2 separate regions of the Mus musculus genome follow, and region 2 is linked to region 1. A link is a contact called in public HiChIP or PLAC-seq data. All regions are on one chromosome and are shown on one strand. The core of a region is the stretch at or near the end of the contact, and the rest is flanking DNA. Distances in the headings are between cores, read along the strand shown. Region 1 overlaps Chd6 (chromodomain helicase DNA binding protein 6). Region 2 holds the start of Chd6 (chromodomain helicase DNA binding protein 6).

What was found. HiChIP or PLAC-seq counts read pairs in DNA pulled down with a chosen protein or histone mark.
Region 2: an H3K4me3 HiChIP or PLAC-seq map of intestinal villus epithelium shows a contact between it and region 1, with 7 read pairs. The contact joins the promoter of Chd6 here to the enhancer-like site in region 1. A contact is called at or near these places in 1 of 39 promoter capture datasets (macrophages), 1 of 484 Hi-C or Micro-C datasets (the HPC-7 cell line), 6 of 115 datasets of contacts at active chromatin or transcription factors (the SCID.adh cell line, embryonic fibroblasts, embryonic stem cells and 1 more) and 3 of 9 other capture datasets (adipose tissue, liver and pancreatic islet).

The regions. Positions count from the first base shown.
Region 1 is chr2:161,069,806-161,074,736 of GRCm38.p6, reverse strand. The region is part of intron 1 of Chd6 (chromodomain helicase DNA binding protein 6); the gene reads left to right. Among named protein-coding and RNA genes, the nearest start is that of Chd6, 37 kb to the left of the region's middle. Within about 2 kb of position 3,421, at least 4 of the 459 cell types and tissues checked have an H3K27ac peak or open chromatin away from gene starts, as enhancers often do. A contact at or near this core is called in intestinal villus epithelium, where this site is marked.
Region 2 is chr2:161,105,706-161,110,515 of GRCm38.p6, reverse strand. Chd6 (chromodomain helicase DNA binding protein 6) reads left to right here and starts at 1,430. Exons shown (of 37, transcript NM_173368.3): 1 at 1,430-1,527.

The DNA.
Region 1 (4,931 bases), core at 2,172-4,671:
AAGCTGCTGTGAACATAGCTGAGTAAGTGTCGCTGTGACAGGATATATCATCCTCTGGATCTGTGCCCAGGAGTGTATAGCTGGGTCTTGAGATAGATTGATTTCCAATTTTCTGAGAAATCACCATAAGTGTTCCACTGTTGAGAATTCTGTTTGGATCTGTACCCCATTTTTAAAAATTGTATTATTTAGTTTGTTGATGTCTAGTTTCTTGAGTTCTTTATATATTTTGGATATTAGTTCTCTGTCTGATGGGGAGCTGGTTGAAGATCTTTTTGCATTCTGTGGGCTGCCTTTTGTCACATTGACAGTGTCCTTTGCTTTACAGAAGCTTTTCAGTTTTATGAGGTCCCATTTATTAATTATTGATCTTTAGTGACTGTGCTATTGGTATCTATTTAGGAAGTTGTCTCTTATGACAATGTATTCAATATTATTCCTCACTTTCTATTCTATCAGATTTAGTGTTTCTGGTTTTATGCTGAGGTCTTTGATCCACTTGGACTTGAGTTTTGTGCAGGGTGATAGATGTGGGTCTATTTGCATTCTTCTACATGCAGACATCCAGTTAGAACAGCACCACTTACTGAAGATGCTTTCTTCTTTTCTGTTGTCTATGTCTGGCTTCTTTATCAAGAATTATGTGTTCATAGGTGTGTGGATTTACATCTGGGTCTTCTATTTGATTTCATTGATCAACAGGTTGTTTTTATGCCAATAGCAAGCTGTTTTTTATTACTCCAGCTCTATAGCTGTAGCTCTGAATCTTGAGATCAGTAATACCTCTGGAAGTTCTTTTATTGCACAGGATTGTTCTATCTATACTCATCTGTGCTCCCCCCCCCACCTCCATTTGAAGTTAAGTGTTGTTCTTTCAAAGTCTATAAGGAATTGTGTTGGAATCTTGATGAGGATTGTATTGAATCTATAGATTGTGTTTGATAGGGTGGCCATTTTTACTATGTTAATACGATTGATCCATGAACATGAGAGATCTAAACGTCTTTTGGTATCTTCAAGTTCCTTTAAAGAACTGGAAGTTTTTAATCATACAAGTCTTTCTTTCACTTGCTTGGTTAGAGTTACCCAAGACATTTTGTATTATTTGTGGCTATTGTGAATGGTGTTGTTTTCCTGATTGCTTCTTGACTTGTTTGTCATTTGTAAATAGGAGGTCTGCTGATTTTTATTTTTATTTTTATTTTAGTTAGTCTTGTATCCAGCTACTTTGCAAAAAGTGTTTATTAGCTGTAGGAGTTCCCTGGTAGGATCTTTGGGGTCACCAATGTATACTATCATATCATCTGCAAATAGCGATACTTCGACTTCATCCATTCCTATTTGTGTCCCCTTGATCTCTATTAGTTAGTTGTCTTATTGCTCTAGCTAGAACTTGAAGGACTATTTTGAATAGAGATAGAGAAAATGGGCAGCTTTGTCTTGTTCCTGATTTTAGTGGAATTGCTTTGAGTTTCTCTTCATTTAATTTGGTGTTGGTTATAGGCTTACCTTTACTATATTTAGCTATGACCCTTGTATTCTTAATCTTTCCAGTACTTTTTTCATGAAGGGATGTTGGATTTTGTTAAAGGCTCTTTCAGCATCTTATAAGATGAGCATGTGGGCTTTTTTCTTTCAGTTTGTTTATATGGTGGATTACATTGACTGATTTTTATATGTTGAACCATCCCTGCATCTCGGGGATGAAGCCTACTTGATCATGGAGGATGATCTTTTTTATGTGTTCTTCCATTCAGTCTTCGGATATTTTATTTAGTATTTTTGCATCAATGTTTATATTTTTTATTCTTTCATGGTAAACACAAAGAGGAAATACCCTAAATCATTTTAAGTTACTTTGTATAGGTGACTTGTGTAGGTGACTTATTTTGATGTAATAGAACAACTTTTTAAAAATCTATATCATAGTCTGATTCCATTTTTTATACAAATTCTATAATTGAAATAGAACCATGAAAATTTGATTTCAGAATCTAGGTATTCAGAACGTAGGTAACTTCACTCCCAAATCTGTAGATGTTACCGTTCTACTGCTGGCAATAAAGTGCTAGGAGACAAGATACCATGTCTTATTGGTGGGTCCTTCTGAGGCCGACTGTAGAGTGATATTTGTGAAACCCTTTGTCTTTCCATGTGGGATTATCACATGAATTTTCACAACTTTGACTATTGAGTGGGCTTAACTATCAGTGAACTGTTTGCTTCAGTTCTGTGTACAAACATGTTCATTCCTGGTTGTTACCGGTTGACATTATAGCATAGGGTACAAAGACAGGAAGGAAGCAAAAGCCCTGATGCGACTTTTGATAGCTCAGGAAGGGCATGAGCTGCTGCTGCCTATGCTAGTGATATCTGGGGTTTCAGAATCTGTAACTCCAGCTCCAAGGGATCTGAAGCCTCCTCTGACCTCTGTGGGCACCTGTATTCACATGTACATAGCCATACACGTAATAAAAAATAAAAACATTTGGCTATGTGCACACAGGTATGCTGCATTTACTTCTGATTATATGAATGTAACATTACTGAAATGTTTCTATGTACTGTGTTGTGTCTGACATTTCTGAAAAATTTCTATACACTTGGGTCACATCAAGATTATAGAAAAGAATTCTAGCAGCAGAAGACATTGGATAAAGTCAGTAGTAATTAAAAAGTCTGAGGACATTGATCTAATTAGAAAAACCTTGTAATCACAGTTGGCCTGCCTCTTATCTAGTTCATAAGTCCAGTGACAAGAGTTTCCAGGTAACCTTGATTGGCCCTGTTTCTGTCTTTATTGCCGCTTATTTCTTCCCATGGACAAGGATTAAAATTGTGACTCTTTGTGCTTACATACCTACCTGCAGGAGAGCAAAGCTGTTATTCTAAACATGGAATGTTTTGAATACTTTTTTTAAGATTTATTTTAATTATTTGTATGTATGCATGTCTATGTTTGCTATGTACACACGAGTGTAGGTGCCTGCAGAGTATTTCTCTGGAGTTGGAGTCAAAGGCGATTTTAGTCACCCAGTGAGGGTGCTTGGGAACTGAACTTGGATCCTCTATAAGAACAGTGAGTACTCTTAACTGCTCAGCTATCTCTCCAGCCCTTAAAAAGTGGACTTTTAAGTTAATGTTGGTGATAATAGTATATTTTTTCCTTCAAGGGCTGTTGCAGTTTGGAAATGGGGATAGCACCAATGGTTCCTCACAAGTGACTAATACATAGAAGAGGTAGATTTTTAGTCTAAGCCTCAGAAGTTTCTCATTCAGTGATATCTCCTCCTTAATTCACTTGTGATAAATCCTTGTATGACATTAATGTTTTTATTGATTTACTGAATGCATGTAACAGCAGTGACAGGTGTGTTTTTCCTGTTGCTCAGCTTTTAGTCCTCTAGGTGCTGACTAGTCAGGGATTTAATCCTATCTCTGGCAGGTAGAAAAGAACATCAAAGATCTGCCTGAGTTATGCACAAGAAGGTCTAATATACAAATCATACATTCTAATAGGTGGAGCTAATGATAGAGCTTGTAAAATACCGATGTCCATTCCCATCAAGGGAAGTGGAAGGCCCAGTGTGGTGGGAGTTATGGTTCAGCACTGGCTGCATAGTGAGCCTCTATACTCAAGGGCTTGGGATGTAACATGTACAAGACAGTTAATCCCAGTATACTCACAGATTGTGTTCAAGCCCTGCAGTGTATTTGGAACTGAGCTACCTTTAATACAAAATATGACTTCTCACCCATAGATCACGTATAAGGAAACCTTTAAAGCAGAAAAGCCTTCAGTTTGGATATGTTATAGTTGACAAAAACAGTTCACTAGATCATATGGCTATCTTTGAAAGAAAAGAGTGACTGCTTGTCATCTGAGCACCCTTTTACTGTTGGTTAAGTGGCACAAAATGTATTACTGAATGTTTAAAAATCAGCTACTAAAGAAAAATTATAAAATTGAAGAAATTTTTCCAGAAATAAAGCAAGGCTCAAGGGAGAGGAATATAAGAATGAATATAAATAAAAACAAATTAGAAGTGTGCCTTGGAATTGGAAGGCCCACCATTCATATACAGAGCAGGCATTCTATAAAAAGAGAACAGTAGGGAGGGGATTAGGAAGAAATAATACAAGATCTTTCTAGTAGAAAGGACCTAGATTGTAAAAGAATGTACCAACATTGTAGGAGAAATAGTTTCGAGGCATATTATTGTGAAAAAAAAAATGCTTTTGAAGGCTTTCAAGAGGGAAGAGATGCCCCTGTAAATGACCAGGAGTGAGGACAGCTTAGATCTTAACAGACGTGGTAGGAGGAGTAGGACCGTGGAGCGATGCTCTGAAAGTCCAAGGAGACTGCCCTTCAACTCGTGCTTCCCTAGCCAATGCAACATCAAGAGGAGCATTTTTGGACACGAACATCTTAGAACACACCACTCATTTAGATGTTTCCCAGAGGTGAGGGGGTCACTGAGACAGTGATGGGGTTTGGGGGAGGCAGAGAACATGACCCAGGCTCAGATGCCATATAAGGAAGGATGCTGGGTGGCCAGTTCCTGTTTGATATTATTGGATTTGGGATGGGAAATGATGGTAATTCAATAGATATGGACTACATGACATGTTGCTTGTGCAGGACTCTGCTCTGCATTTAAGGGGCTCTACCTTTATCTCTGTGATCCATGTTACTCCCAAGGGCATGTTGATGTCCATGGTCTGAAACTTTAATTTATTTCAAAACTCTTTTTTTCATTTTTTATTAGATATTTTCTTCATTTACATTTCAAATGCTATCCCGAAAGTCCCCTATACCCTCCCCCCACCCTGCTCCCTTACCTACCCACTCCCACTTCCTGGCCCTGGCATTCCCCTGTACTGGGACATTTGATCTTTGCAAGACCAAGGGCCTCTCCTCCCAATAATGG
Region 2 (4,810 bases), core at 181-2,680, 38 kb before region 1:
CTTCTAAGAAGCTAAACATATTCTCTTAGGGAGTACAGGAAGGCTCTGTTAACATTGTGATTACCCTTGACACACTCATACCACCCTCATCCTAAACAATTCTGACAAACTGCTCTTGGAGTCATCAGACTCAGATCATTCCTGCTTTAATTAAGATAAAGTGAGCTTTTAAAGTCAGAGTCCAGCCAGTTTTGGACTTTTTTTTCTTCTTCTTTTATTTAAGTATTCACTGGGGAAACACTCCAGATGGGACAGGCAGGAGTGAAGAGGAAAAGTGATCACCAGGTCCCAGAGTAGGGAGGATGCTATGAGGAATATTTAGCTAGGCAGGATAGGCTCTAAATTCCTCCTTGCCCTAATTGTTCCTCCCCCATCTCTGGTCTGATGTCCTTCCTCCCGCCATCTGTTTTCTTTATGGCATTTATCACTACCTGCCTCTGTGTTCATTTATTTATTTTATTTATTGCTTTTCCTTTGCCTGTTCGGTGAGTGCAAGGGCTTTGTCCTATTGACCGCTACATCCTCCGTCTCAGATCAATGTCAGGTATTTAGTGGGCACTTAAAAATTAGCTGCTAAAAAACGAATTACGGAAGACAACAATTGGTTGAATCTCTGTCATATGCTAGGCCCTGTCCTTGAGGATGCTACAAGGATGGTAGTGGAGATAGGCCCGAAAATAAACACACCATGGTTCCACTCCTGATGTTACTGAAGCATATCCAATGCGCTGCAGGATCCTCAGGGCTGGAAAACTCCCGGGGTGTGCAGGGCCCTGGGAAGACGTTCCTAGTATGCTAGGGAGCCAGGCGGATCTGCAGTATAAGCAGCTGGAGACTGACGACCCGGCTCCTCGCTTCCCTCGGCCTCTCAGCATCTTCTTTTTCCTGTCCGTTGGGACCTTCACCTCTCCTCGAGTGCGCGTTGCAGGATCTGGGCGCCGGCGGGGCGCTCACGTCGTGGGACCCCAGTACATCTTCTCCCACCTCCGGAGAGCCAATCCCGGGTTTTCCAGCTTGCTTGCCCACTACCTGCGAGACCTCCACCTGCAGGTTGAGCCCCAGCCGCGGGCCAGCGCCCAGGTCCTCGCCCCCTGCTTGCAAAACAGAGCGCAGCACCCCGCCCCGCCCCCTCCGCCTGCGGGACCCCAGCCCCGCCCCGCCCCCGCGGCCCGGCCGCTTCATTCCGGGGGGGCGGGCCGGGAGCTGCGCTGTCTGCAAGGCGGGGAGATCTAGGCTGGGAGGCGGAGCGGCTCCGACATCGACCAATCACCGCTGCGATCACATCCATGCAAATACGAGCACAATGGAGCAAGCCCATCACTCGCTCCTGCAAGCAAGCTTGAAACGGGCTTCTGTCTGATCGGCAGCCCACACGACCAATGAACCTGTGTTTTGGGCAGGCGAAACCCAATAGCGCGGCAGGGAAGGCGGGCCCAAGCTGGGTTAGGGTGTCCTTGCAGGGTGTCTGAGCTAAACTTCACCAAATAATAGCTGTTTGTATTTTGGCTGCTGCAGGAGCCATTTTAGGTAAGTTCTTCTCTTAACTTTTTATTTTCCTGCCTGGCCCCGACAAGCTGGGCTTGCCCGCGGGGACCCTGTCTCCGCCCCGCTGGCCGGGATGGGGCTGCCCTATGAATGGAGCGGGGCTGAGGGGCCGCGGCGGCGCGAGGCCCGGCCGGGCAGGGGTCCGAGCGCGGCCGCGGGCGTTCGGCCAGGCCGAGGGCCCCGAGGCCTGAGGCGAGGGGTTTGGCGTCCGCCCCTCCCGGCTGCCGCGCGCTCTGGCCGCCCGCCCTCCGTCCTTGGGAGAGCGCCACTGCGGGGCCACGCGCCCAGGCTTGGGGTCCTGCTTCAGACCCCAAGCGCGGGCCTTTGCGGCGGGGCGGGGCCTGCCAAGGCTTCCCAGGGGACCCCGGCGGCCCACGGCGCGTGAGGGCCACCCCCGCGCCCGCCAGCCGCTACCGCCCCCGCGGAGAAGTTGCTCCGCTCCGCGTCCTGCGTCTGTTTGCAGGGGTGGAGGAGGGTGGGCCGGTGCCAGGCTGCTGCTCCGGGAGGGGGCGGGGGCCCCGGCGCGTCCCCGGGTCGCGCGCCCCTCCGGCCGGCTCCTCACGCACTAACGCGCACTCGCCCCCGAAAATTTGAGCCCTCAAGACTCCAAGCCACCAAGCTACCCCGCTGCCAAGTTTGGTGCGTTATTAGATTGCATGTTAGAGCTTGCAAAGAAATTAGAGAGAGGGAATATGAAAAAAAAAAAAAGAAAAAAATCTGTTTCCTTCAGGGTATTTATTTCTCTTCTCTGTTGAGAAGTAACGGAGGAATGTCCTTCCTAAAATTTCCAGGGACCATGCCTGTCAGATGTGGAGAGGGGTTGGCAGCTCCTTGGGTTTTAAAACGAGGTTATTAGGAAATCCCCGCACTAGTGAGATAATTGAAATGTGAGTTTGTTTGCAGCTTCAGTTTTATTTGATCCAATTAAAAATGCATAAGCATGCACTTTATATTTGTGTACATAGAGTATTCCTAGTTTCAGTTATGACTAATATGACTGTGGTTTCACGAGTGTGGGATCTAATAAGGCAGTATAATTCAATTTTGAGCTCGTAGGCCCGTGTTCTCCAAATTAGGCTTTATAGACCATTAGTAATCTGGCCAAGGTTTCTAGAGAGTCTCTGGCATCTCTGAGCATCTTTCTCCGGGGCTTGTTTGTGCCTTTTTTGCCACCCCTCAAGAAACTGTTCATTTCTGCTGTAACAGATCCATGAACAGAGAAAATAGATATTTTAAATATTGACAGTTTTCAAGAGTGTCTGAAATATTTTGCCTAGGATTTGATTATTTCCCAAATGGTATATAAGAATACCATGCCAGTAGGCCCTCATATTGGCATACTCCATGGGGATCTGCTTATGGTGCTTTTGGAAAAGTCTGGACAGACACCATGCTTTCTTTCAGAGCTCTGAGTGCTTGACTTATTGTAAGGGAGTGAGCGGGTCTGTCTCATTCACTGTGGGTAGCACAGTAGTTTAGTTGGAAGCCAAGTTGGAAGATCAGGTTGGCAGCCTCTGAGAGAGTTTTTTGTGAACTTTGTGGTTCTCTGGCAACAGAAGGATTTGAGATGTGTGTATGATAAAATGATTAGGCATGAGTTGTCATGTAGCCTGGTTTATGCCAACCAGAGCAGGTGGTTTCACATAAGGGGTGTATCCATCCCTTTAACCAAGGGCCTGGGAAAATGTGAAGCGGTGTGACTTAATTTGGAGTTCCTTCTGTCCCAAGATTTCATAGATGGATTATTAATGTTTTGTATTTAAACTAACCCAAAGACTAGGAAGATGGCCTGTGTGGTAAAGTGTTTGCCATGTTAGCATTAAGACTCAAGTTTGTATCTCTAGCATCCACATTAAAAAATCAGGCATTATGGCTAACTCCTGTCATCTCTGGGGCTTGTGGGCCAGCCAGCCAACCTAGCTGAATTGGCAAACTCTAGAGTGAGAGACCTTGTCTCAAAAAATGTGGTAGTAAGATTGAGGAAGAAACATTTGACATTTGGCCTCCATGTGCACAGGCGCACTTACCCAAGCACACACAAAAAGCTAACCTGTACATATCCCTACCCTCACTCTGTTGTTTGGGAATCTCTGCTTATAGTAAGTAGTTTGAAGTGGTTTTTTTTTTGTGTGTGTATGTAGTCTGTCTTGGTGAAATGACATTGGTTTTGTGGTCTCCGATGTTGCAGTTTCTCTGGAGTCACGATCTTTATTTTTTGTTTTCTTTTCTTTTCCCCCCTTTCTACCACAACTTTCAAGTATCTTTATAATTATTTTTATAGTGGTGTAATAGGAGGCCCCTGACTCTTCTCAGTATATGACTTCAGGCTAGAAGTTGAAAAACCAGTTAGAAGTGGAGTGAGAGAACCAGAGTTAGGCCTTCCATTTCAGGAAGATCTGCAGGAGATTTCTTTGTATTTATCAGTATACTTTCCTTGTAACTGTCTCAAATAGCAAAGAATATTTAGCAGGGCTGTATCTCTTTAGGAACCACATTAAATTTGTGATTTTTTTTTTCCAGCTGAATATCGCAGAAGGTTAATCAGAAACAGTATGTCCTGAGACCACTATATTTTGAAGATTCTTTGGTTTAAATTTAAAAAATATTTTTGGTTTTCTGGAAGCATGGCTTAATCCCAACCGAGTTTGTGATCATTTTCTCTTGTGTTAAAACCATGGAGCGGGGTCCTGTCCTGTCATTGCATGTGCCCTCCAACTTATGTGGGAAGTCTGTTGGGAAAGACCAGTGGGTCTACATGTGCCCTTTGAATAGGTTATTGGATTCAGTCTCTCCCTGCAGAAATACCTTTGCTACAGGACAGAGATGGTATCCACATCCAATGAAGAAACTGCTTTCTTTAGTCCCTTTTCCCCAGTGGTTGTACTGCTTATTGCAAAGCCTGCAATAGTTTGGTTCTTAATAAATACTTATGTTTCTTCTACTTCCATCCCTCATAAAAGCTGTGATTTAGTTTGAGTAAAAAGCTACAGTGGATTTCCTGGGGTTGCCTGCATTTTCCTATACCAGATTATTATACTGCGGACTCCAAAATACATAAAGTAATAGTTAGGGTTTGGTGTCTGTTCCTTAAGGAATATTTTATTTGCAGTGGAATGTGAGACACTTGAGACAAGCAGCAGAGAACCAGCACTGATTGGAGAGATACCCGGTGTGCATCTAGCACTCAGCTAAGGACAGGGGCCATGGGTGTAAATGCCTTTGCTTTCTAACCATTTCATGAAGCTGGGCAGCAGCTCACTGGGAT